6 separate regions of the Sus scrofa genome follow, and all the other regions are linked to region 6. A link is a contact called in public Hi-C and HiChIP or PLAC-seq data. All regions are on one chromosome and are shown on one strand. Each heading gives the region's core, a stretch centred on a gene start, on an enhancer-like site or on the middle of the called end of the contact. The rest is flanking DNA. Distances are from core to core; before and after follow the strand shown. Region 1 holds the start of KCNK15 (potassium channel subfamily K member 15). Region 2 holds the start of WISP2 (WNT1-inducible-signaling pathway protein 2). Region 3 holds the start of MYBL2 (MYB proto-oncogene like 2). Region 4 overlaps PKIG (cAMP-dependent protein kinase inhibitor gamma). Region 5 holds the start of IFT52 (intraflagellar transport protein 52 homolog). Region 6 holds the start of OSER1 (oxidative stress-responsive serine-rich protein 1).

The links. Hi-C and Micro-C count contacts between places; a contact is called where the count stands out from the background. HiChIP or PLAC-seq counts read pairs in DNA pulled down with a chosen protein or histone mark.
Region 1: an H3K27ac HiChIP or PLAC-seq map of alveolar macrophages shows a contact between it and region 6, with 6 times the contacts expected there. The contact joins the promoter of KCNK15 here to the promoter of OSER1 in region 6. A contact is called at or near these places in 6 of 47 Hi-C or Micro-C datasets (embryonic fibroblasts, epiblast stem cells, fetal heart ventricle and 3 more) and 1 of 2 datasets of contacts at active chromatin or transcription factors (alveolar macrophages).
Region 2: a contact with region 6 is called in a Hi-C map of retroperitoneal adipose tissue, with 1.7 times the contacts expected there. The contact joins the promoter of WISP2 here to the promoter of OSER1 in region 6. A contact is called at or near these places in 7 of 47 Hi-C or Micro-C datasets (alveolar macrophages, embryonic fibroblasts, epiblast stem cells and 4 more) and 1 of 2 datasets of contacts at active chromatin or transcription factors (alveolar macrophages).
Region 3: an H3K27ac HiChIP or PLAC-seq map of alveolar macrophages shows a contact between it and region 6. The contact joins the promoter of MYBL2 here to the promoter of OSER1 in region 6. A contact is called at or near these places in 3 of 47 Hi-C or Micro-C datasets (heart right ventricle, liver and skeletal muscle) and 1 of 2 datasets of contacts at active chromatin or transcription factors (alveolar macrophages).
Region 4: an H3K27ac HiChIP or PLAC-seq map of alveolar macrophages shows a contact between it and region 6. The contact joins the enhancer-like site here to the promoter of OSER1 in region 6. A contact is called at or near these places in 7 of 47 Hi-C or Micro-C datasets (alveolar macrophages, embryonic fibroblasts, epiblast stem cells and 4 more) and 1 of 2 datasets of contacts at active chromatin or transcription factors (alveolar macrophages).
Region 5: an H3K27ac HiChIP or PLAC-seq map of alveolar macrophages shows a contact between it and region 6. The contact joins the promoter of IFT52 here to the promoter of OSER1 in region 6. A contact is called at or near these places in 1 of 5 promoter capture datasets (liver), 3 of 47 Hi-C or Micro-C datasets (embryonic fibroblasts, heart right ventricle and liver) and 1 of 2 datasets of contacts at active chromatin or transcription factors (alveolar macrophages).

The regions. Positions count from the first base shown.
Region 1 is chr17:47,159,503-47,163,906 of Sscrofa11.1, forward strand. KCNK15 (potassium channel subfamily K member 15) reads left to right here and starts at 1,986. Exons shown (of 2, transcript XM_003483962.4): 1 at 1,986-2,268. The coding sequence starts at 1,986.
Region 2 is chr17:47,128,669-47,132,893 of Sscrofa11.1, forward strand. WISP2 (WNT1-inducible-signaling pathway protein 2) reads left to right here and starts at 2,568. Exons shown (of 5, transcript XM_003134452.4): 1 at 2,568-2,920; 2 at 3,060-3,174. The coding sequence starts at 3,115.
Region 3 is chr17:46,254,806-46,258,838 of Sscrofa11.1, forward strand. It overlaps MYBL2 (MYB proto-oncogene like 2), which reads left to right and starts at 1,440. Exons shown (of 14, transcript NM_001244469.1): 1 at 1,440-1,668. The coding sequence starts at 1,649.
Region 4 is chr17:47,035,787-47,040,160 of Sscrofa11.1, forward strand. All of the region lies in intron 3 of PKIG (cAMP-dependent protein kinase inhibitor gamma), which reads left to right. Among named protein-coding and RNA genes, the nearest start is that of ADA, 34 kb to the right of the region's middle. Within about 2 kb of position 2,030, at least 37 of the 83 cell types and tissues checked have an H3K27ac peak or open chromatin away from gene starts, as enhancers often do. A contact at or near this core is called in alveolar macrophages, embryonic fibroblasts, omental adipose tissue and 2 more, where this site is marked.
Region 5 is chr17:46,208,382-46,212,478 of Sscrofa11.1, forward strand. IFT52 (intraflagellar transport protein 52 homolog) reads left to right here and starts at 1,575. Exons shown (of 13, transcript XM_021078178.1): 1 at 1,575-1,978. It overlaps SGK2 (serine/threonine-protein kinase Sgk2), which reads left to right. Exons shown (of 15, transcript XM_021078166.1): 15 at 39-426.
Region 6 is chr17:46,683,730-46,687,627 of Sscrofa11.1, forward strand. OSER1 (oxidative stress-responsive serine-rich protein 1) reads right to left here and starts at 2,415. Exons shown (of 4, transcript XM_021078054.1): 1 at 2,267-2,415. It also overlaps LOC106506689.

The sequences.
Region 1 (4,404 bases), core at 736-3,235, 480 kb after region 6:
CTGGGATTACCTCTCTCACTGTCCCCAAGGCTGGCAACTTTGCTGCTCTGAAAGGAAGATCTAAGGTCTCATTGATGGGTCCTGGGTGTGAGTCTGGCATGAAAGGAGAGAGGAAAATCACTAGGTCCCCTCAGGTTCCCCAAGGAAAAAGAAGAGGGGAAGCAGAGGGCGGGGGAGCTACAGGGGGTGCCTTGGGGTGTTGCTGTTTTTGGTGACTGCTCAGCTGACAGTTCTCCAAGCTGAGAAAGACACATAACAAACGCTAACCTCCTCTGGCTTAAAATAGAGCCGCTGAACCGAAAACGCCAAGCACAGGGCAGAGTCACCTGCCTGGCAGGGCCAGACAGCTCCCCATGGCCCCAATAAAACTCACCCCCAGCGGGTCCATCTGACAAAGCACCTCTCAACTGCATCTCAGAGGATGCTTACAATGGTTGGGGGGGCAGGCAGCCACCATTGCTCTGCAGACCCACCTTAGAGACAAGGAAAGTGAAGTCCGGAGAGGCCACGGGAGGGTGCTAAAGCCCCCAGCATCTTGCCTGACCAGGTGGTGCAGTGTATCAGAAGGACTGTGACCTTGAGGGCAAGACAGCCCCAAGTTCAAGTCCTGACTCAGCCACTGCTCAGCTGTGAGGACTTGGCAAATCGGGTCTCTTCTCCGCAGCCCGGCTTCCCACACTGAGAAGTGAGGGGTCCCTTAGCAACATCTCTAAGCGTGCATAGTGCGGACAGCACCCCAGAGTCTCGGTCTTGCCTTGCTTCTGGAAAAAGAATTCTTGACACCTGCCGGTGACCGTCTGTTGTAAAAAAGGGAGGGAAGGTAGCTACTGGGTACCTGGAAAGGGACACACGGTGTCTTTTATAATGCTTGACATGGTCCTAGGAGGTGGGCATGACCATCACCCCCATTTCTCAGATGGGAAACCAAGGCACAGAGAAGCAGATGTTTTCTGTCCACAGGGAATCAGCTAGAAAGGGGACAAGCTGGAATTTGACCTCAGACCTCATTGGTTCCAGCTGTGTTCACGACCAGGACTCATGAACCGTGTGCTCCAAGCCACCCTCAGCATGCATTTGGATGACAAGAGTCTCCAAATTGCCTCCACTCTCAGCCACTGTCCCTTTTCCACGTGACAGCCAGAGTGCCCCTTTTTTTTTTTTTAAATGTCAATCAGATCATTGGTGTTTATTTTCCTGCTTCCAGCCTTTCTGGGGTTTTCTACTATACTGAAGAATAAACCTTCAGGAGGCCCTGTGAAACCCTGTGTGAAATGGACTCTGTCTTCCTTCCACCGCCCCGTCCCCCAGCATCCCAATTACTGTGGCTCCAGACACACTGGCTGCTGTGCTTAAAGGACCCGCACTTGCTGCCTGGACGCTCCAGCTCCAGTCACTCCTCTGGGAGGCTGTCTCCCACCACCTTAGCTGGCAGTGCCCTCCCACCCCAACTCGCGCAAGAAACGATGTGTTCCTTCTTTTTCACACTTGTCTTAAATTATCTTTTTGTTTTGTTTGCTTTCGAGCCAACCCTCCTTCCTAGGATAATCAGCTCTATTTACACCAGGACTCTCTACACCGGTGGGTGCTGGGTAAATATGTGTTGAATGACTGATCAAAGGAAGGAATGACTTGCCCAAGGTCACAGGACGACATAGCGGGGGAGGCAGGGCCCCTGCAGACCTGGGCTTTGGGAGCTTTGCTCCAACTGTCACTATTTGCAGATGTATTAGCACCGGGGCACCACCAGGTCAAGACAGATGCGCAGGAGGCGGCAGGGAGGCCGCACCTGGAGGAGCCCGCTCGCTGCTCCTCGTCCCGCCCTATCGAGGCCCCGCCCCTGGGAGCCCGGGCCCCGCCCCCGAGAGCCGCACCCCAGCCTCCCGCAGCCCTGGCTCCGCCGACGCCAGGCAGCCGTCGGGGCGCATGGACGGGGCGGCGGCGGCGGGCGAGCTGTGGGGCCCGAGAGCGGGGCCCCGGGCTCCGCGATGAGGAAGCAGAGCTTGCGCACCGCCGCGCTCATCCTGTGCATTCTGTCCTACCTGCTGGTGGGCGCTGCCGTCTTCGACGCGCTCGAGTCGGAGGCGGAGAGCGGCCGCAAGCGCCTGCTGGCCCAGAAGCGGAGCGAGTTGCGGAGGAAGTACGGCTTCTCCACGGAAGACTACCGCGAGCTGGAGCGCCTGGCGCTGCAAGCCGAGCCGCACCGCGCCGGCCGCCAGTGGAAGTTCGCCGGCTCCTTCTACTTCGCCATCACCGTCATCACCACCATCGGTGAGCGGCCCCGGCGCCTCCCCTCGGCGCTCGCTCCGTCCCCAGCCGCCCGTGGCGTCCTGGCTTTGAATCCTACCTCTGCCCCTGCCCAGCTGGGTGACTTTGGACCAGTCATTTCAGTTCGCCGAGCCTCACTTGCCTCCCTCTGTCGAATGGGCTGTTCCACACAGGCAAGGCTGGAGAAGCCGTTAGGTCCCCTTAGCCAAGAGGCTGGCCGCAGGGGTGTCAGAAATCGCCCCCAGGGGCTGGGAGATGGATGGAGTGGGGCCGGAAGTCCAAGTGGCTGGAGTTGTTTCTTTGCCTGGTTGCCTCGCACTAGCTGTGTGACCCCAGACCAGCTGCTTAACCTCTCTGAGCCTCAGTTTTCTCCTCTGTAAAATAGAGGGGCCAATAGGCCCTTTGTCAAGGCGGTGGTGAGACAGTTATTAAGCAGAAAATAAATGCATAAAGTTTTAGCACGGGGCCTGACACATAGAAAAGCACTAAAAAAAAAAGATGAATTTTTGTATTATGATGTGAAAGAGAACAGGCACCTAGTGGTTCTTAGTCACTGCTGTATGGCCAGTACCTAGCCTGTAGTAGACACTCAGTAAATATTTGTTGAAGGAATGACTGATTACTACCAGCTTTGGACCTCACCCTCAGGGATCCAGAGCACTTTCTCAGTAGCATCTGGACCGCCAGCCGTTGCCATGGCTACCGCCTGGCTGGTACCTGCAGAGCCTAAGCCTGGGAAAGCAGAATAGGAAAGAAGCAGGCTCTGCAGGACTCCACGCTGGGTGCCAGCCACTCCCCAGGCCCCAGCTGTGGATGTCCAGGCACCTGACCACCACCCTGGAAGCCAGTGCCTTGGAGAAAGTTCCTCCATAATTCTCCTGCAAGTCAATGTGAGTTTGTGGGTTTAGCAGTGGCGTTAAAAGCCTGAGTTCTACAATTACATAGACCAGAGTTCTGGTCTCATCTCTATTGCCTTCTGCCTTCTCTGGCAATTGATTGTACCTCTCTGAGCCCCAGTTTCCTCAAACACAAAATGCAGTGGTTGGAGTTCCCGTCGTGGTGCAGTGGTTAACGAATCCAACTGGGAACCATGAGGTTGCGGGTTCGATCCCTTGCTCAGTGGGTTGGGGATCCGGCGTTGCCGTGAGCTGTGGTGTAGGTTGCAGACGCGGCTCAGATCCCGTGTTGCTGTGGCTCTGGTGTAGGCCGGTGGCTACAGCTCCGATTAGATCCCTAGCCTGGGAACCTCCATATGCCACGGGAGCGGCCCTAGAAAAGGCAAAAAGACCCCCCCAAAATGCAATTGTTGCTATCTTACTAGCCGATTGCCAGGTTTGAGTGAGGTCACGTGTGTGAAATGTACAGCACAAGGCCTGAGGCTAAGTAGGAGCTCTTAATTAGCAATAATAACAATTCGTTATTTGCCAACTGTGCACCCAGCTCCCCTTCAGCCCATTTGATCCCTCCTGTCAACACGAGCATCCCTACTTCCTTATTTGGGCTCAGCCTAAGACCCTCCCTGTCACTGCACCTAGTGGTATGGGGCATTATCCATCTCTTCTGCTCTCCTGCACATTTTTTTGGAGGCCTCCCAGCTGGGTTTGGCCTCTTCTCTTGGCTGCTCCCCTCGCACCTGCATCTGGGAGAGAGGAAAGGAACTGGGGGAAAAGAGCAGGAGTTGTGCCTTTTCTGGCCACCTGGGGGCGCCAGCACGGCTGTGTGGTCCCCGCTGCCTAAGCCAGCCTTGCAAAGAGCCAGGTGCCAGAACCCAGGAGTTGAGCTCTGCCTGGACAGAGAGAGGAACTGAGCTCAGCCCTGTGACCTTCCGGCAGCTTCCTCCCTCTGAGCCTAGTTGCCTTATCTGCAAAGTAAGTTTAATAATAACATCTCACACAGTGATTGGGATGATTAAATAAAATCCCTGTAGAATACCTAGCGTGTTTAGTTACTATCGTTATTCATTTTCCTTTCTTCAAAATCTGACCAAAAATGTCTCCAGACATTGCCCATTGTCCCTTTAGGGGCAAAACAGCCCTCAGTTGGAACCACAGCTGTGTAGTATTCCATCTTTGGGTGGCACCATGGTATATTTAACCAGGCTCCTTTTTTTTTTTTAATTTTATTGAAGTCTCATTGATT
Region 2 (4,225 bases), core at 1,318-3,817, 450 kb after region 6:
ATAAAAAGTACTTAGCACTGGGCTAGCTCCCACTAAGGGCTCAATGCATAACCACTTTCGTTGTTACGAAGATCAGTGGAGAGTTCTCACTGTGGCTCCTCGGGTTAAGGACCTCATGTTGTCTCGTGAGGATGCAGGTTTGATTCTTGGCCTGGCTTAGTAGGTTAAGGATCTGGTGGTGCCGCAAGCCGTGGCTTAGGATGGGGCTTGGATCCAGTGTGGCTGTGGCTGTGGCGTAAGGCCTCAGCGACAGTTCTGATTTGACCCCTGGCTGGGGAACTTCCATAGGCCTCAGGTGTGACCGAAAAAAGAAAACCAAGCCAAAAACCCGTGACCTAAGCGAGGACAGGATGGGGCAGTGGTCCTCCCTGGTACAGACAATAACAGGGTACATTGGTTCATAGAGAATCTCAAGATAAAATAGATGATTAAAAAGTCTGCTTTGGAGTTCCCATCGTGGCGCAGTGGTTAACGAATCCGACTAGGAACCATGAGGTTGCGGTTCGGTCCCTGCCCTTGCTCAGTGGGTTAACGATCCGGCGTTGCCGTGAGCTGTGGTGTAGGTTGCAGACACGGCTCGGATCCCGCGTTGCTGTGGCTCTGGCGTAGGCCGGGGGCTACAGCTCTGATTGGACCCCTAGCCTGGGAACCTCCATATGCCGTGGGAGCGGCCCAAGAAATAGCAAAAAGACCAAATTAATTAATTAATTAATTAATTAAAAGTCTGCTTTTTTTTTTTTTTTTTAATCATCAGGCACTGGCACATCTAAATAAGGTCAGTCATAAAATACTGCATCTCCAAAACATCTTTTACTGGTCTAGCCATTAAACAATTGTGGTGACTGTTGAATTTTAATAATATGCAGGTAAGCTTCACGTTAGCACATTTTAATTTCTTAGCCTCTAATAAACCTCTTCTCCCTGGAAGTTAAACTAGAGAATTTCTAGAACTACACCAGCACACGGGCCACCAGCACACGTGGACTTGGACTTCACCAGGAGAGAAAGCTGCTCACGGTTTGGAATCTCGCGCTTGCGGCAAGTACTGTTCCTGTCCCCAGCTCTGTGGTATCACATCTTTCTGTGTCGCAATAGGAGATGCAAAGAAACGTGATGGATGGAAGACGTAGGTAGTTTAATTCTGTCATTCTAAGTGACTCCTTAGGGTTTTGATTTGTGTTTAAAATTTGGAACAGTGAAACCGTGTGGACTTAAAGGGTATTGTTTTTGCTTGGTAAGGGCAAATCCGGTTCGTCCATGAAATATATTTATTTCATCCCACAGTGATCCCTGGTGACATTTTTGCTATATGAAGGAGGCAGGGGGAGGCTTGGAAATGACCCATTCTGGGTGTAAAATCGGCATGCCTCTGACTGAAACATAAGCCTTAATAAATAACACGGCCTCTCCTTCTCTTCAAGTCTGTGGACACCCCACCCTCACCCTCAACCACTTCCTCCAGCCATAAATGATCACATCCCACATTTTCATCTTCAATTTCCATCCCATCAACTCATTCCTTGGGATTGCAGCCAAGATCAAGTCCCTCTTCTTGCTCGCCAACTGCCCCCTTCTGGACCCCTCTGCTGCCCAGCTCCATCACTTTGATGTTGGGGGGCTGGGGGAGAGGATGGGGGCCAAAACCTTCTCCAGCCCCCCACCCGACACCACCTCTACTATCATCTTTGTCAAATTTCTACAGTCAAAGCGGATGTCTTTTTTTTTTTTTTTTTTTTGTCTTTTCTAGGGCCAGTCCCATGGCATAGGAAGGTTCCCAGGCTAGGGGTCCAATCGGAGCTGTAGCCACCAGCCTACGCCAGAGCCACAGCAACACGGGATCGAGCAGCGTCTGCGACCTACACCACAGCTCATGGCCACACCAGATCCTTAACCCACTGAGCAAGGCCAGGGATCGAACCTGCAACCTCATGGTTCCTAGTCGGATTCGTTAACCACTGTGCCACGACAGGAACTCCCGAAGCTGATGTCTTTATACCTGCCCCTCCCCCAGCAGCTGGGACATGTAAGTGCCCCCCAAACACTGGTAGCATGACTTGCGTGGGTCTTACTCCCTTGTGGATGGCGCCCCCCAGTACAGTCAGCTCCAGTCACACAGGTACCTCTGGTGCCCAGAACAGGCACTGCTAGCACACTGACCCCTCTGCCTGGAACGTTCTGCCCTCTCTAACTCCCCTTTGCCTCGGTGCCTCCTTCAGAAAGCTGTCCCTCCCCCTGATCAGGAGCCCCCCCCCACCTCGGCCCCCTCAATAGTCCCAGGAATTCCACCTGCTCTTCCACTCTCCCCTCCCCCTCCAGGCTTTGCCCCCCATTTCGGGAGCTGAAGACACAACAGAGGGGGCCTTAGAGTTGGTTGAATTCCGCAAAATGGATTTGGTTCTTGCAGATTGCCCAGCAGTGCCCTGCAAGAGCTGGCACACACGAGGTCCAGCCCGCACGGGTTCATCCACTGCGGGCCGCCTTCCAGAGCTCGGCAGGCAGGCCCCCGGGGAAGGTCCCTCATTGCCAAAAGCAAATAGGCCGCCCAGGGAAGTTTTGCTCTGCGTCACACCCACCTCTGGATGGCTGCCCATCTTCCTGCCAGAAACCGCAGGCCCGCTGGAGCTGCCCAGAGTCCGAACCATGGGGTTTGGGAGGACTTGGGTCGGCTGTGCAAAGGGGGTGTCAGCTGAGTACTTCCTGGACCAACAGCCCCCGCTGGGGTCGGGCAGAGGGTCTGGGGCAGGGCTGCAGCGGCTCCAGCTGCAGCTTGGGAAGGCCCTCTTGGGCTGGGAGGAGCTAGAGAGGTCCCTGCCAGCCTGTCACAGGCTCTCAGTGCTGGCACTGGCTCTGGCAGTCATACACACACACACACACACACTGGCAAGCACCCCCTTGGTGACCTCCACGGTCTCACCTTCAGGTAAATGGGCTCATCAATGGGAGGCTGAGGATGGGAGAGAAATAGGACTACGAAGGCAGCGTGTGTGTGCGCACGCGTATGTGTGTGTGTGTGTGGTGTGTGTGCCTGGGAGTGACCTCACAGCTGCCGGAACATAAAGACTTACAGGTCCTGCCTCCCAGGCTCAAAGCTGGCTCCGTGGGGAACACGGTGACATGGGAGGCACAGCACAGACTCTCATCCTGGCCTTCTCCCTCCTCTGCCTCCTCTCCAAGGTAAGGCCCTCCCCCGCCCCCCGGCCCAGAAACGTACTGCTGGCTTCCTGGGTGTGGTGGGGGAGGGGAGAATCCCTGCAGGCCTCCTGTGCTGGGCTCAGCCCCGCTTCCCTCCCTGGTGCCCAGACAGCTGTCTCTGGCCAGCTCTGCTGTGTGACCTCAGACCCATCCCTTCCCCTCTCTGAGCCTCAGCTGCCTCGTCAGTTGCGTGGATAAAATGTGCATGAGGCCTTGGTGAAGGTCATATATCAGAGTCCATTGAAAGGGCTCAGCACAGGATCTGGCATGTGGCGAATGTTTAAAAGAGGACTTTCGTGATTATCGCCTCTGAGCCCCTCTCCAAAGAAGTGGGTGTCCTCATGATAAACAGGGAGACTCAAGACAAGGTCTGCTTTGCCTATGAGCTAGGATTCGAGTGGATGATGGTGTCTGGCTGATTGGAAGCTTCGCCTGCTGACCCCAGCTGGAGGGGGATGCGGGGCAGCCCCATGGAATAACGACCTTCTCTCATGGGATATTTTCACAGGGCTTGTGGAACATCTAGCTTGCCTAGCATGCCCAACGACCCCATCAGCCATGATTATTTTCTGTTTTCAGTCAAGTAAGGCTCAGAGAGGGTAAGCCACTTGCCCCAAACCACACAGCATCAGAGCAATAGAGGCAGTAGAGCCCCGGAGAGACCTGGGTGTGGGTGAGTGGGGACCGCCGTCAGCGCCCCTCCACCCTCAACCTGGACCAAGGCCACAGTGCTGAGTCTGCCATCACCTTAGTGAATGCCAGGCTCCCGGTGTCCTGGAGACTGGCCCCGCCACAAGCCATGATCTCATGGTATTTTCATGCTCCTTTGAGGATCACAGGAACTTCTCTCTCCCGGGTCTAAGCAGTGGCTGGGGGAAGGCTGAGGACCTGCTGACATCCCAGTCCTGCTGTCTGTTCTCCCAAAGGGAAGGAGCAGGACCTGAGGCCGGGGAGGGGGGGGGGTGCTTGGTACTTAGAGCAGGGGACTCGGGGATCTGCACCTGGGGTTAAATGAAAGGTCGAGGTGAAGCCG
Region 3 (4,033 bases), core at 190-2,689, 430 kb before region 6:
GGTGTAGGTCACAGATGAGGCTCGGATCTGGCGTGGCTGTGGCTGTGGCAGAGGCCGGCAGCTACAGCTCGGATTCGACCCCTAGCCTGGGACCCTCATATGCCGTGGGTGCAGCCCTAAAAAGACCGGAAAAAAAAAATTGCCTATGATCACACAACCAGTAAATGATGGAGCTGGGAATCAAACCCTAGGAAACCTGGCTATAGAGTCTGTACTCTTAATTATTATGCTCTAGCAATGAAGAGGGGGTGTCTACCTGAATTACTTTATGGGGGGGAAGCCCTGAATTAATTGATATGGAAGCTTCTAACATGTAAGATGTCAGTGTTCCTCTGTGGTAAATGAGGTTTGCAGCAGCTGGCTGGACTGTCCCTAAGTGGCCAGAAGTTTCTGGAAGAGAGATCTGAGGCATAAGCCATGGCTAAGAGGCTGAGGGTCAGCAAGATCCCCCAAGGCTCCTGGCTCATACTTCATTTACCTTCCTCTCGGCACTCCTTCATAATGTGCCGTGAAACTCAGGAGGTAAACTGTAAGTGGCAACTTAAAATGGAAAATCCTGGCTAAGCCTCTAGGAGTTTAAGCATGTGGTAAAGGGAATTCAATACAACAGCTAAATTCTGGGCACTGGGGATACTGTTGTGAGTTGAGGGACCACTTGGATCTTGGCAAGCCCATAGTTCAAACTGGGAAACACAGAAGCCAACAAGCAGATTGTAACCAAGGACCTAAGGATAAACAGGAACTAGTCAGGTGAGAGGAGTGGGAAGTGTTCCTGGCCCAAGCAAAGGCCAGGAGGCTAGCAAGTTTTCTTTGGTTTGGGGCAGGGTGGTGATCTGGTGGAATTCTATAAGCCTGATTATGGAGTGTTTTACCCTGAGGGAGAGGACTGAATTTATACATTCTGGAGAGGCAAGATCAGGTTTGGGAGGCTCTCTTTGAGCTGCCAGGAGTCCAGGTGAGGAGCTGGAACCATTGAATTCGAAGCCGGATTGGAAGCAGGGAGATGGTTCCACGGTGCAGCCTTGGTCTTGGTGGGGTGAGGGGCCTCTTTGGGGTGGGGGCTGTAGGGATGCAGGACAGGCTTGGATTAACGCTGGGGTTTTCCTACAGGCCATCTCCCTCGCCTCACTCTCCCATCCTTGGGGCTCACTTCTCAGTCTTTCCTCCAGGGTCTCCGGGATCACTCTGGTCTCAGGCCAGGCCTCAAATCATCTGACTGCGGGTTCAGAGCCTAACCCACACCCTCCCTGTCCTGGGGCTTCCGTGATCTGCCTAGAGCACTGTCCTCCCGCCCTCGGCCCCGCCCCTGAGCAGCCCCCGCCCTCAGCCCCGCCCCACGCGCAACCCGCGGCCCCGCCCTCCCGTCCGCTGGCCCCGCCCACGCGCACGCCAGCCCGCCCGCGCGCCAGGCCCGGGCGGCGCCGACGCGCTTGGCGGGAGATAGAAAAGTTCTTCTGTGCGCGCCGGCGGCGGCGGCGGCGGTCGCAGCCACTTCGAGCCGCAGCGGGACCTCCGGCCACGCTGACGCATCGCATCACGGCCTCGGGGCCAGGAGCGGCCGGAGCAGCTCGTACATTGACCCCGGCCCGGCTCCCGCTCCGGGCTCAGCCGGCGGGCGGGCGAGCGCGGCGCGGCCCGGGCCGGGGGGATGTCTCGGCGGACGCGCGGGTGAGCGGAGCCGGGCTGCTGAGGGCCCCTCCCCCCTCCCCAGACCCCATCTCCCTTCACCCCGACCTCTGTCCCCACCCCCACCTTCGTCGTGGCCCTTCTGGGCTGGTCCGCGGTAGGGTTGGCAGGAAACGCAGCGTTCTGGGTCGCCTGACGCGAGGGCGCGCGTGAAGCCGAGGGTCTCTCCGCGGCCCCTCACTCTGCCACCCGGGCCTGCTGGGCCTCGGAGCCGGGGCGGGCAGGTCTCCTGGGACCCGGGCCAAGCCTTGCATGATGTCATTTTGTCTCCCGCCTAATTGCGGGATGGGGGTGGGACGGCGGTGTCAGCCGGCCTTTACCGAGGAGAGAGGCGACCTGTGGAGAAGTGATTCTCCAAGTGGAAGCGAGCGGGAGGCCAAAGGTTGAAAGACACTTGTCGTTCCAGCCTTTGGGGGTTCGGATCTGCCGGTGGGCATTTCTTAATGTTCTGGGAAGCACAGAGCGCCTCGAGCTCTCTCCCTCGACCTGGGAAGGATGCTGGGGTGGGGAGGGACTCTTTTGTCCTCCGCCACCTGGGTTCCGGGCCCCAACTCGGTTTAGTTTCGGAGACCTGCCTTCCAGTTACACATGAGTTTGGGGCCGCTGGGGTTGAGAGCGAGGGTAAAAGAGACTGATGTGTGTGGAGCCCGCTCTGAGCCAGCAGCCCCCAGAGCCGAGGCAAGAACTGCGGTCTCCATTTTACGTATCCCTCCAAGAGATTGAGTGGCAGAGGCAAGCCAGGATCCACGTCTGGGGGCTCCAGGTCCCTGTCGTACACCTCTGCGCCCGGTGCCTGGGCTCTGGGCTTCTCACCCAGTCTGGGAGTCGTGGAAGACCACGGGGTTCTGCCCTGCTCCCTCCCTGGATTCGTGCAGCCCAAATAACCATACCCCCCCCACCCCCACCCCCACCCCAACCCCCGCAGATGGTGTTGGCCTCTCAGGCCCAGCCCATAGAGAAGTAATGGTTACTGGCTTTCCCCAGAGTTCCTCTCAGCGAGGAAGCATCTGGTCCCTGGGCAGTGGTCAGGCTCCGGGTGTGTCTTCCTCAGGCCACGATTTCCCAGGGCAGCTCTAATTCCCAGGAGTTGTTGTTTTATGGGCAGGTACTTGTGTCAGGCCCTGTCCTGATTTCTGGTTCAGGAAGTGTTACTCCAGGCAACAGCAAAGCCCTGGACAGCCCCACCTCAGTCCTCTGCCACTTCTCCCTTGGGGCTCAGTGGAGGATCCCCCCCTCTCCCAGGTGAGGGATGGATTCTGCACCCTGGAACCCCACAGCATTCAGTTTGATTCCCGGCCACTCGCCGTAACCCTCCAATGCACCAGTGCTCTACTTCCTGCTCAGCTTCTGACTCACCCCACCTGGAGCAGAGCCCAGCACATGGAAGGGAGGGCACAGAGAGGCTGTGTTGGACCGACCCGTGCTTGCCCCCACTGACTTAGCCTCTGCTTTTCCGACTGGGGTTGCAACACGAGGACATGAAGGTGCGGGGTTTGGAGCCTGGCTCTGTGGACTTGGCAAGGGGCATAATCCCTGCGAGCCTCAGTTTTCACATCTATTAAATGGGGATAGTGAGAATGTGTGTGAAGGAGACTGTTAGCACCGTGTTGGTGATAGAAGTACATTACCTCACAGAATTCTCCCAGCCGTCCCATTAAATACACTCTTGGGGCACCAGAGTGTCCACACAGAAAGCCTTTCATCCTCCAAGGAACATTTGCTGAGCTTCTATTAGAAGCTAGGTGCTGGAGAACCACAGATTGTTTCTGTCAGAATGGAGTCTGGGGCAGTTGCTTTTCAAGCCAGCCTCCTCCCGTTATTAGTATCTTGTGGAATTTTTGCCTCTTTGTTGTTTCTGTCAGAATGGAGTCTGGGGCAGTTGCTTTTCAAGCCAGGCTCCTCCTGTTATTAGTATCTTATAGAATTTTTGCCTCTTACTTTGCTGTGGATTTGCCCCTGAGTTGGGTTGGGAATGACAAGACAAGGCTGAATTCCAGCTCCTTTTGTGACTGGTGTATTGCTGGATTCCTTTGCTACTTCTAAAAAATTTACTTATATTAGCATTTCTTATCCACTGAAAGGCAGCAGCTTTGCTTGTTTAGTCATTCATTCCTGAATCCAGCTGTTATGGAGCTAACATTTCTTTTTTTTTTTTTTTTTTTTTTTTGTCTTTTGTCTTTTGTTGTTGTTGTTGCTATTTCTTGGGCCGCTCCCACGGCATATGGAGGTTCCCAGGCTAGGGGATGAATCGGAGCTGTAGCCACCGGCCTACGCCAGAGCCACAGCAACGCGGGATCCGAGCCGCGTCTGCAACCTTCACCACAGCTCACGGCAACGCCGGATCGTT
Region 4 (4,374 bases), core at 780-3,279, 350 kb after region 6:
TCTGAGCTGCAGTTGTGACCTAAGCCACAGCCGCAGCAATGCTGTGTCCTTTAACCCACTTTGCCAGGCTAGGGATTGAACCTGCACTCTGGCACTGCAGAGACTGATCCTGTTGTGCCACAGCAGAAATTCCCCTTCTGTACCTTTTGAATTTCATACCATATGCACACATATTCAAAATTGAAATAATTTAAAGTGAATGCTTTCACTGTAAAAAATAAATCATTTCTAATTTGAATATCAATTTGTGATTATGTCGTTGGAATTCTTCATTTAACAGTCTGTGTGAACATTTCCCCTTGTCTCTTAAAAAATTCACCACAATACCCGAATGGTACTTCATTTGTATATAAATATGTGTATATTTCTCTGTTGTCCATTTGAGACATTTGACGTGTCCTTAAGGAGCTCATTTTGGGGTATTTAGTTCTTTGACTATTATAAGTAACACTGTGATGAACATCTCTGAACGTTTATCCTCATGCACAACGTGGATTACTTTCTTAGAATAAAGTATTATAAGCCGACTTAGTGGCTTGCTTGAAGACATGAAAAAAGTTGAGGTTTCTTTTTTTTGTTTTTTTGTCATTTCTTGGGCCGCTCTCGCGGCGTATGGAGGTTCCCAGGCTAGGGGTCCAATCGGAGCTATAGCCACCGGCCTACGCCAGAGCCACAGCAACGCGGGATCCAAGCCGCATCTGCAACCTACACCACAGCTCATGGCAACGCTGGATCCTTAACCCACTGAGCGAGGACAGGGATCGAACCCGCAACCTCATGGTTTCTAGTCGGATTCGTTAACCACTGTGCCACGACGGGAACTCCAAGTTGGGGTTTCTTGATGCGTCTTGTCAAGTTCCCCCTCAGAGAGGTCCTGGCACTTCATTGTCTGGAAGGATCATTTTCTGATGCAGTTTCCAACTCTAAGGATTCTTTCCTTCCTCCACTTGTTGTTGACTCTTAAGAGCAGAGCGTGAGGGGAGAATATGAATGTTGAAGAAAAATGAGATTGTGTGCTTGCGCTGCAGGTGTCAGCGAGCTCCCCAGGCCCACAAACCCCAGACCCATCTTTGGAATGGCCTTTCCCTGGGGGATGGGGGTGGCAGCCGGAGCGCGCTGGCCTCAGTTAGGGGTTTCCAGGATTGGGTCTTGAGCCCAGCACCCTTCCCTTTCCAAGGCAGGAAAGTCAGCTGGGCAGGGGCAGGAGCCAAAGCCCCAGGGTGTCTGTTCCAGCAGGAGGCTGGCCTTGTAGATGGAACCCGTAACTCCATCCATCCCACAGTGGCGATGCTGGAGATCCGGGACTGGAACCTCAGCACAGCCGCCTGCGGCGGACAGAGGCCTTTCCCACCGGTCCTGAGGAGTCACTCTGTCATTCCACAGATAGGGGAAGAGAGATGCTGGGAAGGTAGGTAGACAGACGGACTCAGATTTAATGTGCTCAACAAATGCCTGTCTGAGATTTACTTTGCCAGGATTAGGCCTTCAGTCTAGCCTGGTGAAAATCCAGACAGAAATACCCATTCTTGTGGGCCCAACACTCCAGTTGGAGGAAGAGGGCTGAGGAGACGGGGCTCGGGAGCTGGTGTGACCTGCCAGGGTCCGTCCTTCCCATCGGCAGGTACGGGTCCACCGGAGACTTTCCTAAGTCATGGTTGTAAAGTCACCGCCCTGACCTCAGAGGCCTCTGTGGCAGTTTACTAAGCGAGATGTGGAAACATAAAGTAGTAAATGTTGTTTACTGTTATTGTTAGAACTGTCACTGTAATTTGTATCCGGTGTCATTACTGTTACTGCAGCTGGACACTCTCCTGTTCTGAAGCTTTGAGCAGTTTCCCCAGAGGGAGAGAGTAGATGTGAAAGTTCTGGGACCTACAGAACCACCACCCGGGGATGTCAGAGGGTTGGGGGGGAGGGGGTGTTTTGTTGTGTTGTGTTTTATTGCTGAGAAGGAGCCAAAGCACAACTAGGGCAACTTCATTCTCTCAAGACAGCTTAGAAAATAGGCGGGGTGCACCCTCTGCTGGAGCTGGTAGGGGTTGCCTTAGACGGAAGTCTGGCCCTGCCTTTACTCTCTTTTACGGAAGGGGTCATGGAGGCTCAGAGAAGGGGCAGTTTTGCTCAAGATCTGGTGGTACAGCCAGGTTCATAGCTCAAGATCATGGCTCATGTTCTTTTTTCTCTTTCTACTACAGGACACCTCCCTGTCTCCCCGTCTGATCTTTGAGTGCCCCTAATGTATTCTTACAGGTGTCTCCTCTGAGCTACGTGTTGTGGGGGTGATGTGGGTCCAGCCCTCCGTACTGGCCAGCCCCTTTTCTCTCCCCCGCTCCCTCTCTCTCTTTCTCTCTCTCTCACACACACACACACACAGCACTTACTGAGCCCCACCCTGGGCACTTTCTGCCAATGTCAGTTACTTTCTGAAAGTGTTGCGCAATAACCTGGGCTTATAAAAACTCCTGCCATTATAAACACATAGTCTTAGAAGTGAAGGTTCCCCTAAGTCACGAGTTACCACGTTTGGGAAGGTTGTTTTTGGGGAGTTTTTTGTTTTGTTTTGTTTGGTATCCGCTGTCTTTTCTCATAGAAACTGGATTTTCTTTAAGGTGTTGTTTTGCAACCTGCGCTTTTCAGTTAACAGTTTATCTCAGACACTTTGCCATGCCAAGTACAGGTCCATTTGGTGCAGGGTTTTTTTGTGTTTTTTTTTTTTTTGATGAATACTTTATAATTCATGTAATGCCTAGTCTTTTGAGGGACATTTGGGAGCTTCCCTATCCTTGACCATGTGCAGTAAACACCCTAACACTATAGAGAGCATTGGCATTTGCCTCCACCTGCCCCCCACCAGCTTCCTAACTCAGGGCTTACCCAATTAGCCAGAGTCCATGTCCTGACTGTGTGATTTGCTTGCTTTCAGAAAACCATAGGTGCTCAAAGGGAAATAGTTGTATCCTCTTAGCAGATGAGACTTTTAGCTATGTGTGTGTGTGTGTGTGTGTGTGTGTGTGTGTGTATATATATATATATAAGCTATATATATATGAGCAATACCCATTGTTGACAAGGGTGCAGATAAATGGACAGTCTCACGGGCTGCGGTGGGAATACTGGACTTGTAAGTTTCATTTCCTCATTTTTTTAAGTTGTTATAAATACCCCTAATGGCATTCAGGAAGGTAACTTGGCAATGTGTCAAAACATGCGTCTTATTTCACCCTTCCCTTTAGCTTAGTAATTCTGCTTCTAGGAATAAAAGGAAGTAACTAGACACAGGAACAGATATTTACATAAAGACCTAGTGTGTCTGCAATGGGAGGAAATGGGAAGGTATCTCCATGTTCACTTCTAGGGGCTTATCAGATAACTCATGGTGCATCCAAGTACATACGTATGAAAATCATCAAGACCATAATGACACGTTCTAGGGTGTCTCAAGCAGTCAGCTTTAATACAGGGCATAGCATGATCTCCAGATCCTTTTTTACATGTACATGGCTCTTCTTTATATACGTGGGTCTCTGTTCTCTCCCTGGCTGGAAAGTCAGCCAGCGGTGTGTTAACCTCCATCTCTGCAGCAATAACTCCTTCCTGTCCTTCCTCTCCATCCCTTCCCCTGTCTCTCTTGGGCGCTCCAGCCCCCTCGTTCCCTCTCCCCTTGGAGAGCTCACAGCCATGGCGCACGTGGCCAAACAGAGCTCGTAATCCCCACCCACCTTCACTCCCCATCTCACAAATGACACTTCTGTCCACCTCCTTACTTATGCCAGAAAGCTCACTGCCCCATCAGCCAGGCACCAGGTCCTGTTGATTCATCCTCCGGATAACATCTAGAGCCCGTCTGCCCATCCTCACCTCTTTCTTCCACCCACTGTCCTGTCCCACCTGAATTGGTACAGGGGCCCCCTAACTGGCCCCTTTCCAGGACTTCTCATCCCAAGTGCCAGGGTCATCTTCGAAAATTCTGATCTGATCATTCAGGAGCCCAAACCCATCAGGGACCAAGCCACAGATGTGATCAGCCCCTACTAGCTCAGCAGCATCCTTGGGGTCTTGGTTCTCCACCCCCCCCACCCCCACCAGCCCACTGCTCTTCCAGTTCTTCCATCCCCCCACCTCACATCTGAGAGCCTTCACACCTGCTCTGTTCTTCCCTCCTTGTCTAGACTGTGCCTATTCCTCTTTGGATCTCAGCTAAAAGTCCACACACACACAGACACACACACACACACACACACACACACACAGACACACACACACACACACCACACACACACACACCACCCTCGGTCAGGCCCTGGTAGTCACTCCAGCATCCTGCCTTCTTCCTAGAAGCCCTGATGTAGGTATTAGGTAATGACCCTCACTCAC
Region 5 (4,097 bases), core at 325-2,824, 480 kb before region 6:
TCATTCTTACTCTTTGCCTTACCTTTTTGTCTACCCAGCCCACTGCCCCAGGAATTATGGAAGATGAAGTTAGAAGCCCATGGAAAACACACCAATGACAGTGACATTGACCTACTGGGAATCAAAAACCAGGTCACGAAGAGCTACTGTTACGTTGACCTGTAATTCTGAAACACTCTGATTTGATTTCCACCTTCATAGCGTCTGCCAATAGACAAATGTGGAACGTGGTGAGGGAGAAGCCAAAATTCACCCAACTTTCCAAAGCCAAAAGCAAGAGCGTGTAATTGTCAGAAATGTGATAGTACTGTCAAAAGTATACAACCCACTATGGGCTGTGAAACACATAATTGCTCTATCTGTTCTAGGACTGTAAAATCACAAAATTTTCACCAGGATAGAAAATAAAAATGAAAAATGACGGTATTGATCTGTTGAATATCAGAACAGACACGTTCACACCTGTTTATTAAACACATTTTAAGCTTCATAGGTATTATCTACAAAACTCACAATAAACCAGCATTTAGAAATTAACCTCACTTTACAGATAAGAAATATTCACTCAGAGACAGTAAGCAACTTGCCCAAAGTCAGCCAGCTGGTACAAGACACAAACAGGAACTGAACTTGGTGGCAGCTGATGCTAAGGTGCTTGCTTTTTCTACAGCCTTCAAAAGTGGAAGAGGTGCTCTGGGCAGGCCCTCTTTCCGTCTTCTAGCAAACACTGACTGCAAACTGTACTCACCCAATTTTGCACCAAAAGACAGCATCCTCAGGAAGGGAAATCACAATCACTCTGTTTCCACTTAACTTTGCAGTGACAGTAGGTGTGAAAAGGAAACAGGAGTCTTGTATTTTAAGACCCTAAAACTCCGACTACTCTGTACATGCTGCAGACTGCAACAAACATCAATCACAAAGACTGCTTTTATCGTTTGAGCTAGCCAGGTAGCGGGCTTAGTACACACATCCACGTTCGCTCAGGGCAGGCACTGAGCAGTCCGCTGGGGAGAAGAGTGCCCTATTTGTGGAAACTACTGTCTGGTTTCTCATTTTCACAGCGACTGCAGGGCAACCCATACGTGGCTCTTCCGCATAAGCAGTTCTTTCTGCCCCAACGCCCTTCCCCAATCCTTGCTTTATTGAACCATTCTTCTTTCAGTGGGGGTCCCCGGTCGGCCCAGCTCCCGCCCCTCACAGATCCCTTAAACAGTTTATATTTTTACTTTTTGGTAGGATCTGGCCAGGTGTAACTCCCCGCCTGGGGATGCGCAGAGGGCGGGTTCACTGATTCATCCGAGGCCTGGCATTTTGGCAATGAACAACAGGGGTATTCAAACACAAAGAACCACCTCGTTTTACCTCCCACTCTCCCACTAAACCTGTCCACCATCCTCTCGGTGGGCTTCCCCAGCCTCCCAGGGGACTGAAACCCTCCCATTACGCAAGCGAACTCGAGGCACGCATTCCTGACGCAGGATACGCGCCGCCGCATGGCTGCACCCCGCCTCGCGTATCTCTGCGCCTGCGCTCTTGGGATCAAGGCTGGGTCTCCCGCACTGCTGCGGGAAGCCTTCACTAGTCTTTCTCGGAGTGGAGCGAAATTTGGGCGCTCGGGGCCTGTCGTTTTTATCAGATTTTAATAAGAGTTGATATTAAAGGAGAAAATAAAATGAGCTTATCTTTGGTCTGAAGTTAAACAAGTTCTATTTGGATTTACCCCTCATCCAAAATAATAGTACAGTCCGAGGTTAGCCCCGCCCCCTCTCTCACTGGTCCCTCCCCCTCCTAGGCGAGCTAGGTGTACCGGCTTCTTCAGTTCTGTCGTCATCACGTAGCTCCGGAGGTAGATCCACGCCGCGGTCCCCGCCTACCAAGCGCGCAGCTTCGCCTCCGCTGTTGCTAAGCGGCCTTGGATACCTGGCCGCGGGACGCTGGGTGGTGTCAAGTGGAGATGGTGGTCACTGGGCCTCAGGTAAGCGGAATTTCGACCGTGGTGGACCGGCCCGGGCGTTGGGGAGGCCTAGGAGTTGGCGAGGGCCTTTGGGCCCGTCTTCGGAATTGGGGTCTGCTAGGGTTTAGTAAAAGTGGGGCACAGATAATAGGCCCGGATCCCGGACCTCAGACTGGGCTCACGTTTAGCTCGCCTCTGACTGGGAGATTTTTAGTCATCCTGCTGAAGATGAAAGATCATTGGACAAGAAACCATAACAAAATATCCTAGTCTCATCCCCTTTTTCTAGGAATCCTGCTCTTAGGAATTTGTCCTTCGACAAAAAATAATTAATGGCAGAAGCAGAAATATGTAAATTTCAGTAGTGTCTATGTTGGCAAAAAATGGAAAAGATGCCCTCGAAGGCGGTGATTGAGTTTATTATGGCGTAATTACGCAACCACTAACCTAATCAGAAGGCAGAATACAGTGTTGTATTATACAGTGTGAAAATAAGCATGGGCATGGATGCAACAGAACATGAAAGATAGTTGCAGTGGAACATGGGGGTATTTTTTTTTTTTAACCTGACAAAGTGATTTTAAAGTTCGCCCTGAAGAATAAAAATATGGGAATAACAGTATTAGGAAAATTCTAAAAATTAAGAGTAATAAGAGGCGTTAGCTCTTATCAACACTCCTAAATATTATAATATATATATTATAAAGCTGTAATAATTTAAAAAGTATGGAATGGAGCAGGAACTTATGGCCAAATAGAGTATAAAAAATTAATAGTAAAATTAGGAGTTCCCTTTGTGGCTCAGTGGTTGCCAAAACCGGCTAGTATCCATGAGGATGCAGGTTTGATCCTTGGTCTTGCTCAGTGGGTTAAGGGTCTGGCGTTGCTGTGAGCTGTGGTGTAGGTCGAAGATGTAGCTCAAATTCCTGCATTTCTGTGGCTGTGGCGTAGGCAGATAGCTTCAGCTCTGATTGGACCCCTAGCCTGGGAACTTTCATATGCTGTGAGTGTGGCCTTAAAAAGCAAAAAACAAAAAAACAAAAAAAAAAAAAAAAACCCAAAAAACAAAAAAAATTAATAAAATTCAGTTTATAGGGATTTACTATATAAAGCAATTTTTTTTTTTTTAAATGGTCACACCCGTGGCATATGGAAGTTACAGGGCCAGGGATTGAATCTGAGCTGCCGCTGTGATCTACACTGGATCCTTTAACCCACTGTGCCAGGCCGCTGGGCTGTGGATGAAACCTGCATCTCTGCAGCAACCTGAGCTGCTGTGGTTGCATTCTTAACTCACTGTGCCACAGTAGGAACTCTGGCAGTGTGGTATTTTAAAGATGGATTGGTGTCAGACAGCTTTCTAGTAATTTTAAAAAAAAGAACAATTAACAATGAATTTTAAGCACCAAAATCAATTTTAAATGGACTAAAAATTAAATCTTAAAAATTATTAAATCATGAAATACTAGAAGTAAGCATTGTGGATGTATTTATAGTCATAGCATGGTAAAAACGCTGCTAAATATGTCATGCAATCTAGGAGTTCCAGTCGTGGCTCAGTGGTTAACGAATCCGACAAAGAACCATGAGGTTGCGGGTTCGATCCCTGCCTTGCTCAGTGGGTTGAGGATCCGGCATTGCCGTGAGCTGTAGTGTAGGTGCAGACTCGGCTCAGATCCCGCGTTGCTGTGGCTCTGGCGTAGGCCAGTGGCTACAGCTCTGATACAACCTCTAGCCTGGGAACCTCCATATGCTGCAGGAGCGGCCCAAGAAATGGCAAAAAGACAAAAAGACAAAAAAAAAAAAAAAAGAAAGACAGTTATACAATCCAGAAGTGAGAAAAGAAAATATTAATACTCTTGACTCTATAACGTTTAAAACCTGTGTATGGCCAGCAAAATTCAACCAAAATAACCTCCCCCAAAAGAAGAAAACTACCAATAGCTAAGTTTAAAGACAAATAAACTTATGAAAGTATTTGTTTAAAGATCAATTAGAAAAATATTAAACCTAACAGAAAAATGAGCAGAGTATATGAACAAGAAAATTAGAAGAATACAAGCGGCCAATACACACTGTGGAAGATGACCATCTCACTAATTTCAAAGTGCAAGTTAAAACAATAAGGATTTTTTTGCCT
Region 6 (3,898 bases), core at 1,165-3,664:
TGATACCTCTAATATTCCAAAGGTCAGGGTGTCATAATATGTTTGATATAATGTAAACATGTAGTATCAGGGGCAGAATTAAGAAGCAAGGAATCAAGACTATTTGGTTATTTATTATACATAGAAGGTGGAGAGCACTAAAAACAGTCTCAAAAGAATCCAGCTAGCTTTCACCTCAACTTCTTAAGACAAAAATTTGAAATACACTCCCCGCATATATTTTGCTAGTTTATTTAATCAGTACATCAATTTGAGGAAACATTATCAATTCCATATTTTACTGGTTCCTAATCCTTCTGGATTTAGAGGAGGATTCTCTCCCAGTTACACAATGTCCCATATGCCTGGGGAGAGGGGTGAGCAAAAATCACATATTCTATTACTTTTGAAGCGCCACAGCATCTAAAAGGGTGACATCTGTAGGCTGTAAACAAATTCTTCCTGCTGGCAGAACTAAAATAAAGTTTTTATTTTATTTATTAATTTTCCTCAATTACTTTTGGACCAGTTAGTCAAAAGCTCAGGCTCTTGGCCCTTATAGAGTGAAATCATCTGAGCCAGTCTACCCATCTCTGCAGACCCCACACAAACTTTCTTCTGGCTTCTCTGGAGATCAGTACACATCACATCTACTAGTATTGACAGAATTCCTACTATATGCTTTAGCACTAGACTGGGTGCTTAGGGATACAAGGATAAACCTGACATCAGAACTAGAATCTCATTCTTGCCCTAACACTGCACTAAGATGTTTTGCGCCCCGATATGGAACTTTTAATTATATAGTCCTAACTCTAGATGTTAATACAAACCTAGCTGACACACTAAAACTTTCTTGACACATTAAAAGATCCATCATTTAACAACCAAAACAGACCAAAATAAAACTGGCACAGACTAAAACATTAGGAATGACATTCCATCTAAACTATTTTGAGACTTTCAACATTCTGATGACTCACCTTTTCCCTCAATTATATTAACCCAGAGCAAAGGTGAATCTTAGGCATGACCTGAAGAGCTAAATCATAACATGTTTGTAATTACAAAAAGGCTTATTATGCTCCGCCCTATTCCCGGCCTCCCATTCACTCAAATCAAGAGCTAAATAACTCAGTGAAACATGTATCGTTTTCCCCTTCTTCACTGATAAATTCATAAATTTGTGGGATGGATTTCTGCCGTTTTTTACTACACTAACTTCTTGAAATTGAACGATCCCCCTCAAAGATCAAACTTTTTAAAAGGCCTATTAGAAATTACCTTAAGTCAAATAACATAGGGCCTCGGATTTTCCTTAGCCTTTCAAAAAAAACCAAAATTATTCTAAGTTCCTTCATCAAAAGGGCAAATTCCTGATTTTCTCTGATTGTCAACAAAAGCTATGGGTCACAATCTTATTTACATCTTGCAGTTTTAACCGAGACCTCTTCGAACGTCAGGCCTAGGTCCAAATTTCCAGGACCCTGAAAAGACCGGAGAACGATCAATAAAAGATCTGCGCGTAAGCGTGTCATCACAATGTTAAAATATTTAGAAAATTTCCCAACCCACCAGGAAGCGTGGAGTTCGGGAAAGAAAACCGAATCCAGCAACTCTGCAAGGCGCAAATAAAACTAGGTTCAAACAATCGACCCGGGTGTCTCTTCTACCCACTCAACTCCCTAAACTCTCGGTACTAGAGCCCGATGTTAATTCTTCTTACCCAGAAAGTGGATCGGTCGTGGTTCAACAGGATTTGGGGAGAGGGAGGCTCAGAACCTGAGGGGTTCGGATAGCGGGGAGCTGTCCAGGGCCTTAGCTCTGCCCGCCCGAGGTCCTGCAGCTGGAAGTCGCCCCCTGAGGATACTCTCCGGGCCAAAAGGAGAGGATACAGTAGGGCCAAGGGGCAAGGGATGCAGGAGGAGGAGGGAGCAAAGCCGAAGCGGCAGCCAACGAGACTGGGGCGCGGAAAAGGGCGGGAAGGGGCAAAGGGCTGCCGAGGAGGACGAAAAGGGGAAGCTACGGCCAGGCGGGAGAGGGCGGAGGCGCGGGGCGGGGGTCGCGGAGGCGGGAAGGGGCGAAGAGAGCGGGGCTCGGGTAGTGCCAGGCCGCGGCGGCGGACGGAGCGCGGAGAGGCGCAGGCCCGGCTGGGCCCAGACAGCCAGAGCCGTGGGACGACGCGACGCGACGCGAGAGGGCTCAGAAGCGGCTGCCCGCTGCCAGGCCGGGCCTCGAGGCCGAGACGCGGTGCTACGGAGCTTCTCCGTCAAGTCTGGGCACTCACCTCCTCGCGGCAGGGTCGCTCCGGTGAGCCAGTCTCGTCAGTTCAGATCGTCTCTCCCCGATCGTCGCGCCTGACTGACCCGGATCTAAACCCGCGGAGGGGGCGGCCCGCTCCTCCGGAGTCGCTCTGCGCCTGCGTCACTCGGGCACGCCCCCCGCCCCCTGTTCGCGCTCCTCCTACCCCCCGTGACTCGGCAGCGCGGCAGGCAGCGACTGCGCAGGCGCGGAGCTGTAGCCGCGCCTCTCAAACGCCTTGCACCCGCCCCTCTCAAAACACGTGCGCCTGACGCCACTTCCTGTTATTCTCTTCGCTCGCTCCTCCCTTCTCAAAGAGTTTGCTGGGGATGGCTTTCTGGGGCATGCCTGCTTCCTTCTCTTGGTCAGGTGAGTGACTGGGTGAGTGAGGGTTGTTTCTCGCTGTCACGGAGCCACCTCGATTTTCCGCGGTCTCCCTGTGCTTGGAGCGCTACCTGGAGTCAACAAGGCTACGGAATTCCGCGAGGTGAGGCCCAGGTGGGTGGATCTTTACGCAACGGAGCCACCTCTGAACGCTCCGCGCGAGTCTCCTGGATGCGCGAATCTGGACTGCCGGCGGTATCGCTGGGGCTCGAACACCAGCCTTCGCCTCCTGGGGATCCCCCAGGGCTGCAGAAAAGCAAGGGGGAATCCGACACAGCTAGTACCGTGAACATTAGGCCGAAATTGGAACTGAAATGCGTTTACAAAATACCTTTGTTGTTTCCCTCTCTGGCTTTCTCCATTCTGTTAAATGAGGACGTTGGACTGCTTCAGCACATCTCGTTGTTTTCAGGCATGGACTCCGTTGAGAATCTGGTGAGAATCGTAGGCCGCCTCGACAGAGACGTGCACAGGCATACCAAATTTTGCAAAAAGGTTTGGGCAGTTCACCTAAGCAGGTAATTTTTAGGGATCTTTTCCTTTTGTAGGACTCCGACGGTTGCTTGGATGGCAGACAGAGAAGGGATGGGCTGAGCAACGGCTGCTACTCCCTCCAACACCAGCTCACTCACCATGCCCCAGTTCCACGTCCGCACTTCTCAGAGCTTTGTGGGAAAAGATGCTCTTCCTCAGTAAAATGGGCTCGAGTTGGTTCTGGCCAACCTTTGTGTGAGGTTGTCACTTGAACCAAAACTGGACCCTCCCACTCCCCAGTACCTTAGCTATAATCACCTAATTGGATAGGCTGCTGAAAATAGCTTGGTATGTTCAACTTAACTATAGCCAGACTTTGGAATGCCTGGCCCATGTCTGAGGATGGAATCTACAGGTTATTTTATAAGATTGTTAAAGCATGTCTTGGGCCCTGGGTACCTTTTTAAATCCTTGTTCATACCAGAGGCTCAGTAACTGACAAGGGATGAAAGAAACCTGTTAATTGTTAAGTCCCAACATCAAACCAAATTCTAATGATGGCTCCCCGCTTCTTTGCAGCAACCATGCACGTGTTTGCACGTTTAATATTCCTGTAATTTTACACAACAGATGAGGATGACTGGGATTCAGATATTAGCTTGTTCTAGCTCCCTTCTTCTGTGTCACAGTGCTAGGAAGTGACCGAATCAGGATTTAAACAGTCTCAAAAGCCTGGCAGTCCACTGCTTACCATCTCTCA